Linked DNA regions of Mus musculus: regions 1 and 3 are each linked to region 2. Evidence: chromatin contacts called from public Hi-C and promoter capture Hi-C data. All regions are on one chromosome and are shown on one strand. Each heading gives the region's core, a stretch centred on a gene start, on an enhancer-like site or on the middle of the called end of the contact. The rest is flanking DNA. Distances are from core to core; before and after follow the strand shown.

Evidence for each region. Promoter capture Hi-C pulls out the DNA fragments that hold promoters and counts their contacts. Hi-C and Micro-C count contacts between places; a contact is called where the count stands out from the background.
Region 1: a contact with region 2 is called in a promoter capture Hi-C map of pre-B cells. The contact joins the promoter of Arl10 here to the enhancer-like site in region 2. A contact is called at or near these places in 11 of 39 promoter capture datasets (the 3T3-L1 cell line, 3T3-L1-derived adipocytes, the C10 cell line and 6 more), 3 of 15 datasets of contacts at CTCF or cohesin (the NIH/3T3 cell line, large pre-B cells and pro-B cells), 5 of 484 Hi-C or Micro-C datasets (cortical neurons, embryonic fibroblasts, forebrain and 2 more), 13 of 115 datasets of contacts at active chromatin or transcription factors (the 230-238 cell line, astrocytes, embryonic forebrain and 9 more) and 2 of 9 other capture datasets (adipose tissue and pancreatic islet).
Region 3: a contact with region 2 is called in a Hi-C map of cortical neurons, with 5 times the contacts expected there. The contact joins two enhancer-like sites. A contact is called at or near these places in 1 of 15 datasets of contacts at CTCF or cohesin (stem cell-derived epiblast-like cells), 12 of 484 Hi-C or Micro-C datasets (the C10 cell line, the HPC-7 cell line, cortical neurons and 7 more), 3 of 115 datasets of contacts at active chromatin or transcription factors (the NIH/3T3 cell line, embryonic fibroblasts and embryonic stem cells) and 1 of 9 other capture datasets (embryonic stem cells).

Annotation. Positions count from the first base shown.
Region 1 is chr13:54,573,384-54,576,467 of GRCm38.p6, forward strand. It overlaps Arl10 (ADP-ribosylation factor-like 10), which reads left to right and starts at 1,664. Exons shown (of 4, transcript NM_019968.3): 1 at 1,664-1,894; 2 at 2,367-2,565. The coding sequence starts at 1,712.
Region 2 is chr13:54,113,046-54,116,227 of GRCm38.p6, forward strand. No RefSeq gene overlaps it. Among named protein-coding and RNA genes, the nearest start is that of Gm52069, 24 kb to the left of the region's middle. Within about 2 kb of position 1,521, at least 19 of the 459 cell types and tissues checked have an H3K27ac peak or open chromatin away from gene starts, as enhancers often do. A contact at or near this core is called in cortical neurons and hippocampal neurons, where this site is marked.
Region 3 is chr13:53,775,961-53,779,128 of GRCm38.p6, forward strand. The region is part of intron 1 of Gm34439 (a long non-coding RNA gene); the gene reads right to left. Among named protein-coding and RNA genes, the nearest start is that of Gm34439, 10 kb to the right of the region's middle. Within about 2 kb of position 1,806, at least 12 of the 459 cell types and tissues checked have an H3K27ac peak or open chromatin away from gene starts, as enhancers often do. A contact at or near this core is called in cortical neurons, where this site is marked.

The sequences.
Region 1 (3,084 bases), core at 414-2,913, 460 kb after region 2:
GGAAGGGAAGGGGAAAGGCAAGGGAAAGGGAAGGGGAAAGGGAAGGGGAAGGGGAAAGGGAAGGGAAGGGGAAGGGGAAAGGGAAGGGAAGAAGAAAGGGAAGGTGAAGGGAAGGGGAAAGGGAAGGGATTGGGAAAGGGAAGGGAAAGGGAAGGGAAAGGGAAGGGGAAGGGAAGGGAAGGGGAAGGGGAAGGGGAAAAGGGAAGGGAAAGGGAAGGGAGATCTCTCTCCTGCTCTGCAAATAGTAATTTCTGAATCAATGGTTCTCAACCCACAATCACAAGCTTTTACATTGCAATTCACAACGGTAGCAAAATTAGAGTTACCAAGTAGCAAGCAAAGAAAATCTTATGGTTGGGGTCACCACAACATGAGGAACTATATTAAAGAGTCACCATGAGGTTGAGTGCCACTGAGAGTAAAACCTTTCAGAGTGCTCTATTCTGCTACCTCCAGACTTCTATCAAATAAGCAAAATGAACCTCCCCCAAAGAGGTGTTGCTATTGAGATTTTTTTTTTATAGAGGTATTTTGCCTGCTTGTATATCTGGGCACTGTGGGCATGAGTGTGCATGGTGTTTGCAGAAGCCAGATAAGATCTGCAGTTACAGAAGGTTGGGAGCAGCTGTGTGAGTTCTCGGAGTAGAACTCATCAGGTCCTCTGAAAGAGCAACCAGTGCTCTGAACCAGTGTCATCTCTACAACTCCGATAGAGGTATTTTTTAAAACTAAGAAACAAAGCCGGGCGTGGTGGCACACGTCTTTAATCCCCAGCACTTGGGAGGCAGAGGCAGGCGAATTTCTGAGTTCAAGGCCAGCCTGGTCTACAGAGTGAGTTCCAGGACAGCCAGGGCTACACAAAGAAACCCTGTCTCGAAAAACCAAAAACCAAACCAAAACAAAAAACCCTAAGAAACAAGAAGTCAAGACAGAAGGGGAAGCAGCATAGATATGTAGCCAAAAGTAAGGGGGCCCAAAAAGAACAGAGGTTAGGGCACAGAGAAACTGGCTAAGGAGTGTGTAGTGTGCGTGCTACTTTAAAGAGGCAGGCATAGCTGGACACTGGGACACTCTCTCCCATTATCCCGCAGACGCAGTGAAGGCCAAAGGACTGCTGTAGCTTGGGGCACCATTTTTTTTCCTGTTTCTCTTCTCTCTGATGCAGTACTTGGAAGCCCTGCAGTCTCTGGGAGTGGCTGACAATGTGATTGCTCTGAACTTTCCTTGCCAGACAGACATTCTTCATTGCTGTGCACAGTAAGCCACCAAAGGTTTGGAGAAACTTCTTCCTTCTGCCATCCCACTGGCGTATGATCCCATATAATTAGTTTCGAGATTTCTCTTTTTTGTGGTCCTGAGAAATACCCAGGTGACATAGATTGGGTTTAAATGCCAAACTAGACTATGGTGCGACCTTGAGCAACTTAATACCTGCTAAGTCTCAGTGTTTCCTTCTCTGAAGGGACTCAACAGGTCCGCACAGCCTCACTTCTACCACACTGGTCAGGGAGTGGAAGATCCATCCTGGACCGAACCCCTACTCGGAAAGCCCATCCCACCCTAGTGCCCCTTCCCCACCGCAATACAAGCGCAGCCTTCGCTGGCAGCGAGCAGTGCATTGTGGGGCTTGTAGTGTGGCGGGGTCCGGCGGGTGGGCGCGGCCACAGCTCCATCTTCCACCGCAGGCTGGTCGGTCTTGCTCCCAGGCCAAATGGCGCCGCGGCCGCTGGGCCCCTTGGTGCTGGCTCTGGGTGGCGCCGCAGCCGTGCTGGGCTCTGTGCTCTTTATCCTCTGGAAAGCTTACTTCGGCCGCGGCCGGGAGCGGCGCTGGGACCGGGGCGAGGCCTGGTGGGGCGCGGACACTGCCCGCCTCCCTCAGTGGGACGAGTGGGAGGTGAGTGCGAGCCGCCGAGGTCAGGGAGGCCTACGCATGCTGTGAGCGCGGAGTGCAAGCGCGAGGGCCCGGGCAGGGCATCGGGCTCGGTAGCCCCGTGGGCGCGGTAGGAGCCAGCCAGGCGACAGTGCAGTAAGCGCAGTGGCGCCGCCCCGGGGATCCCTGGTAGAGCCCTCATTCCCGGTGCCGGATAATCGTGAGATCTTGGGATTGTCTTGGGTTTACTGTTCGTGGAAGCCAAGGATTTATGATGAGAAAGATTGTGCGCGAAATCATGAGGAGTCAAAAAGAAAAGTGAGACTTTTAGTTTAGGACTCAAAAAGCAGCTCCTGCCCTGCAATGTCAGACCACAGGTGCCTGCCCCGGGACGCGTGGATGGCGTGCAGGGGCACCGTGGTGCACTTCGTTGTCCCTAGGGAAGGGAGGGTCAAGAAGGAGGTTGGGGATTGCAGCCTTCGTCTCTGTCCCACAGCCCGAGGACGAGGAAGATGAGCCGGCCTTGGAAGAGCTGGAGCAGCGGGAAGTGTTGGTGCTGGGCTTGGATGGCTCAGGGAAAAGCACGTTCTTGCGCATGCTGGCCGGGAAGCCACCGGTGGAAGGCCACGTCCCTACCTGGGGCTTCAACTCTGTTCGGCTGCCTACCAAGAATTTCGAGGTGGACCTGTTAGAGAGTGAGCAAGAGACACACTCCCCCTTCTCCCTGTCCTCACTGATGCCCCAGGGCCTAGATTATTTGGAGATTATCATACAATGCATTTCTAATCAGGACATTTCCCCTTTATGAAACCCTTCCTGCTTCTCTTCAGGGCACAAGATACAGAACATTCTAACACTTAGGATTTTTCCTTATCCTGTGTATCCAAATGGTCCACCTACCTTTCACCACACATGCCTTACACTGGCAGACTAACAGCTAAGGGTTCATATGCCAGGTATTTGACAAACACTGCTTATAAAATACCCCACACAACTCCACAAAACTGCCATCAGTTAACCTGCCTGTTAGATACATGTACAAACAGGTTTCTGACAAGCTAGATCACGAAAGGTTTCCCCCAGTGTTCCAGTGTTCTGGCTGCCTGAAGAGGGCATCGGATCCCCCTATAGATGGTTGTGAGCCACCATGTGGTTGCTGGGGTTTGAACTCAGGACCTCTGGAAGAGCAGCCAGTGCCCGTAATGGCTTAGCCA
Region 2 (3,182 bases), core at 271-2,770:
GTAGCCTGGCTTCCTTCCCTGCGTGGTAATGAGGGTTAACATAGCATAGCATAACATGGCATGGTGCACGCTCAATACTCTGACCTGGAGTTTCACGGCGTTTTGTCTGCGGCCCAACTAGAAAGTGAGAATGCCCAATTGCAGAGTACAAGTCTGACAGTATCTGATGACATTTTATAAAACTTTCATGCCTCCTTGTTAACCACTTTAGTTCTACAAATCAATCCCATGGAAATATGCTCTCTGGCTTCTCCCATGCGAGCCGTGTGAACTGAGTATGTTGGGGAAGCAGGTAAGGGACTGGGGTGGCAGAGAGGTTGGAGGACGTTCCCAGAGGATGGCGAGATATTTCCTAGCAAAAGATAATAGGCATGCACTGTTATAGGAGTAATCAAAGACATTAGAACGCAAGTCCTTTAGTATTTTTTAAAGTCTTGCAAAATAGACATATTGGTACATTTCAGTTGACTGTCACAGTGTGCACTAAGCAGAGAAGAAAGGCTGCCACTGGGCACTAAGACCGACGCTGGCCTGAGGTTTACTTTTTCCCCTCTTTTCTGTTTCTCGAACTCAGGACATGTTCATTGCTATTGAAAAATAATTCTACAGTAGAGCACAATAGTACTTACTTTTGTTCTTAGCACTCAGGAAGCAGAGACCTCTGTAAATCTGAGGTTGAAGAGATAAAGTGTCCTAAAGTAATGAAGACCTAAGTTCAATCCCCAGTGTCTGCATAAAAAAGCTGGGTGCAACAACCGGTGATCACTTGTAACCCAGAACTGGAGAGACACAGACCAGCAGATCTCTTGGGGCTCACTGGCAGGCAGCCTGGCCTAGCCTCAGGCCAATGAGAGACTCCTATCTCACATCTCCTTGTCAGGCCTGCGCCAGGGTTTGCAATCCCAGCTCCGGACCAGAGAGGAACGGCAGTACTGTGAAGTGACACCAGAGAGCAGCATTGCCTGCAAGATCTCAAGGCTGATGCTAGATGCTTCCAGGAGCTGCCTGCTGGTGGCAAGAGGCTGCAGGCTAGTCCCAAGCTTAAGCAGGTGGTCCTAAAGGCTTGGAAGAAAGACACAATTCCCCCAGCAGTAGCTATTGCTGTTGTTGGAGTCCGTGGGCAGGATGGAATCCTCCCCATGTGCATTTCTTTGGGGTACATTGTAAAAGGGGGTCTTCAGCGAAAGTAAGAGAAAGGCATGGTCACACCCCAGACTAAGGTGGGCAGGGCTCTGCCCTTGACCTCTGTGCCACCAGAGCTGATGGTATTCCAGGAGCTCAGAGAATGAGCATTGAACTTTTTGTGAAAGGGGACAGAGTGGGAGTGCCCCCAGCAAGCCTTTTGAGCCATCCCCAATGGGCGCGGAGATCACCAGGAAGGGAAACTATGCCAAGACCTAGAGATCAGAGCAGCATGCAGCAGCTTAGGAAAAAGCCCACGAATCCCGGTCCTGGGAGCTCTGAGCACCTGAGACGGCACGGCTTCAGCCTCAACCCTGGGCTTCCTTCACAGCCTGGCGCTGCCACTGCTTCGGTGAGCCTCTTCTCAGAGCCTATCTCCTCATCTTTAATATGGGCCAATCTGTTCCACTGAGCAGTCTGAACATTAATATTCCCAGGGAACCCTGGGCCAGTGGCCTGTTTGTGTCCCCCAATCCCTTGGCCTTTTCCTCTATAATAACATCTAAATGGAAAAGCTCCCACGCTGCTTCCAGGAGCTTCGTTTGGGTGGTCCCGGAAAGCCATCCTGCTGCCTTCAGGGCCAGGAGCGTAGATCCAACAGGGCTGACAGCAGTCACCAGCCAGGCTCTGTTCTCATCCCTTTTTCTAGTAGACTGTGCGCTACTCTGATAATGAAAATGCTGACTACAGAAGCAGTGGCTCTGACAAAGATGGTAATATGAGAGAACAGCCTTTTAAAACTAAAAATAGAGAGGAAAATACCGGTTCTATTGAAATAAGAACGGGCCCAACCCCGTGGTACGGACTCTGAATAACAATTTCAGATGAGGAAGGAAGGGCTGGGAATCCACTTTCAGAGAGGAGCCATGTGGGGTGAGGAAGGGTGAGAAGCTTTAAGGGGACTGTGGGGGTGAGGACAGAGAAAGTGGAACAGGCCAGGAGACATCAAAGAAGGTGGTGGTGGTGCTGGTGGTGGGAGCTGGTAGTGGTCGTAATGGAGGAGGAGGGAAAGGAGAAGGAGGAGGAGGAGGGCAGAGAGGAGGACAGAGAGGTGGAGGGAGGAGGATAGAGTGGAGGAGGAGAAAGATGGAGAAGAGAAGGGGAGAAGGATGAAGAGGAGAAGGGGAGGAGGAAGGAGAGGTGGAGGAGGAGGAGGACAGAGAGGAGGATGGAGAAGAGGAGGAGAAGGAGGTGATGAGGAGGAAGAGGAGGAGGGAGAGGGAAATGAAGCCCCTACGTGAAGTAGGGTTGCTACAGAGGAAAAGGCAGTGTGCTGTGAACTTAGCGTGAGAAACAAAGGAATCTCCACGTGCTTAGAGTCTCCCAGCAAAATCTGGAGGAGGCAGGTCCAATTCCATCCATCTGAGAACAGAGCCAGAGGTTGGGGAGGTGTGATCTGGAGGGACAAGGACAGAGACTGACAGCAATGGGACATCACTGAAAGTTGACTGAGCATTAGAGCACTCGCTGTTTGAGTATGTAGACAGCACGCATTTTTAATCCCAAGTTTCATTCCAAGTTCATTTGAGAGGGAATTAAAGGGGTCGTGTCCATTAAAGGGGTCTTGTCCTCCGGTCCCTTCCAAACCTCTCTCAGTGAGAGCTTAGGCTGGGGACTGGAATTTTTAAGCACTGGGAGCCTATTTTAAGATGCATCTCTGGCTGAGAACTTCTAGTAACAGGAACGTACCAGAAATCGTTCCGTGGTTCTGGCAATGCTAGGAAGCAGATTAAGGCCCACACAGTTGCACTCTGTCCAGCACAGTGCAGAGCTTACTAACATGTGTTCTCTCTCATGTAGTTCTCGCCCATCAATGAGCCCCATTGTGCAGAAATTCAGCTTATTCCTCCCTAGAGAACACTTCATTTCATCCCTCATGAGCCCTGTGAATGACTTTAGAAATGGCCACCTCGCAGGTGGGGGAATCACAACAAGTAAAAGACCCACCAGCCACCATGACACAGAGAGAGCTCTGAGCAGAGTACCCTGCCCACCACACT
Region 3 (3,168 bases), core at 556-3,055, 340 kb before region 2:
AATAACATCTGCGCCACCTCACCTCTAGAAGAAGGTGGAACTCTCAAAAGCCCTGGAGCAAAGAGAGCTAGGGTGTTTTGATAGCACTCACTGTCCTTATACAAGTCATTAAAACTTTCTGGTCTGCATAATGGGTATAAGGACTTGGCTATCGTACCTCTGGGAAACCGGGATCACATCAGCGTTCTCTGTCCTGTGAGGCTCCTCCACCCCCAACTGTGTCCTTTCTGGAGGCTGCACTGACAGACTAAGACAGCTAGTGTCCTCGTTGTGGGCAGCTTTCCCTCCGGTGGAGCACAGCTCTGGGCTCTGTCAGGCTCTCTGCACTTGTCTGAGTGGGGACAGAGTCACAGCACAAAGAGTTTTAATCTGCCACCATCTTCACAAGCATTGTCCTCCTCCCAGTCTATAAAGTTGATGTAGTTGACAGCTGGGGGATTTGATGTCCGAGGGTGGAGCATCGCTGTTCTGCCTTCTACTGATCGCTGGCTTTGAACTTAGGAAACATGTAAGTAAGACTTCAGGTTTTCTGACTCCACTCTGGCTCTCCAGCCCGAGACAATGGTTGACTCATTCAGAGCCGCCAGCCTGATGTCAGGTAGCACAGCCTCCAGGGCACAAGCGGAACCTTTTGCTGAGTGCAGAGACATGTGTAACCGCATTAGTGTCTGCCTTGAAATATCCTTTCTGACATGCTGCCAAGAACCCTCGCTGCCAGGGATTCTGTGGCGAGCAGACTTCGGAAGGCAAGGAGCTGGTACCTCTTTTCTTTTACCTAAAACGTAGCTCACTGCATGAATGTTGTTTTTTATAATCACTTCTTTAGTTTTGAGAATTTCGTACATGAGTACTGTATTCATACCATTTCCACCTCTCCTGGCCCTAACACTTCCACATTCTTCTTCATCTCACCTTGAGTTCATGACCTCTTCCTCTTTATTATTGTTACATCTGTGTGCACATATGTATTTTTGCATATATATATATATATAGTATGAGTCCAGAAGGAGCTGGCTGTATTATGTCTGGGAAGGCAACATTGCGGTCTAAGCAGTGGGGTTGGACCTTGTATTCAGTACTTCCTCGGTCCTCAGTGCTGTAGCAAAATTCCTGACTGAGAAGCAAACGAAGGCAACAAGGGGCTGCTTGCTTGCTTCGAATTTTCTGCAGTCCTTCATGGGAGGAAAGGCATGGCTACAGTATCAGGAAAGAACCGGTCACATGGCATCCACAGCCGGTAAACAGAGAACAATAGATTGTTGGTGTTTCAGCTTGCTCTTAGGCCTTTGCTCAGGCTGGGACCCAGCCTGCTCAGGTTGTATCTTTCTGACTCAACCCAATCCAGAAGGCTCCTCACAGACATGCCCGGGCATTTGTTTCCAGAGTGGCTGTAAACCCCCATCAAACTGGCAATAGAGATCCACCATTACGGATCTCAAGGCGTAACCAGGCGGCTTCTAGGTTGACTGCCGAGGATCTGACTTGGGGTCAGTAGTGCCCTTGATCAAGAGGAACAGCCAGAAAAGGTGCAGGTTTTTGAAAGATTACTGTTTCAAAAAAGAGCTCCCAAAAGGCCATCCTGAGCTGGGAGGAGAGCTCAGAAGCAGGCCTGTTCCGTGGACAGATGCACTGGAGAGAGGGTTTGGAGCACACAGACTTCCGCCAGGCAAGGTCTACAGAGAGTGGAGGTCTAGAGGGTGTGGGCATCTGAAGCTCACCCCCCTTCTAGCACATCTGCCAGTTCCTACTGTGCACAGCTCCCTGCCTAGGCTGCAGCTGACAGTGTGAAGTTGCTGAACACAGAGATGGGAAGGGAAGCATTGCACACACACAGCTGTTCTTACTATTGTACCAAGCCTGCTGCAGACAGAGCAACAGTTACAGCCTTTAAATGTGCTGAAAAAAATTTTTTTTGGGATCCTCTCTCTGTGACCCTTTAAAGTGAATTTTACCCATCTTAGGTGCATTAAGTATGCTGCGTTAACCAAATGCAATATTAATGGACAGATAGAGACCTCGTGCTTCTAGAATAAAGATATAGATAGCCATTTACTTCCTATTCAGTCGCCCTCAGGACCCACTGCTCTACCTGAGGCAAGGATGCCAGCCACGATTCACAGAGGGCACTTCTCTACCAGCTGGGCTCCCTGCCATCTGGAGCTACAGCTTTCTGGGTGACATTGGCCTGGTTTCCAGTTCTGCCACATATTCCCCAACATGGGAAATTACTTCTTGTTTTCTCATCGCCTAAGAAAAAGCGGAGACAATTGTAGCAACTCTAAAATCAGAGATAATTGTTGCCATTTCTAAAATCATAGCAACTGGGTGTTTCTATCTCTGAGCAAACCTTGTCAACCCTGCAAGGGCTTGTCATCCTCACTCTATCACCCTCCTGTCTTCTTTGCTGTTCTCTTCTCTCCAGAATTAGGCTTCCATCACCCACTCAGCTTCCAGGTGTCATCCCTAAGAAGATGAAATGGGGATCGGTGGGGATGCGGAGACGTTGGGCGAGGAAGCAAACAGATGGGCAATGACTCAGGACAGGTGACGTTCAGGAGGAAGTAGCTGGACCAGGAATGGAGAAGGCAGGCGGTGGATGTGATAGCCCGGGTTCTTCAATTCATAATGGCATTAAGTGGGATGAAGGACTTGAGAGTTACATAGAATTGAGACCAGAAACATCCCCACGCCCTGTAGCCTTAAGCATGATGCTTTCCTGTTTTGAAGCATGGCTTTCTGCTGAAACTGAATGAATAGTCATGAGCGCTGTAAAGATATTGGTCAGTAATGAACTATGTATATGGTGGCCGTTTCTATGGCAACACTAATGTAAACAAATCTAGTGAGCAACCAATTGTAAATACACCAAGCACAATTATAGACAGTACATGATACTTAGCACCGAGGGACAGGGTCACTAGTTCATGTACTGATTATATTTTCTATTGCTGTCTTAGAGTGTTATTTTTTAAATTCCTTTCACTTATTAAAAAACAAAGTTTATAGTCAAATGATATAAGAGCAGTGGCTTCACACCTCTGTTGTTTTCAATGACTTTCGATTATACCATTTTCTCTCCTGCTTGGCTTGGTCATAAGTGGTTTAGTTCACCACTGACCCAGGAGCGCCAGGCTTTGCCCACATAACAGACTGCACAGTTTACATGGG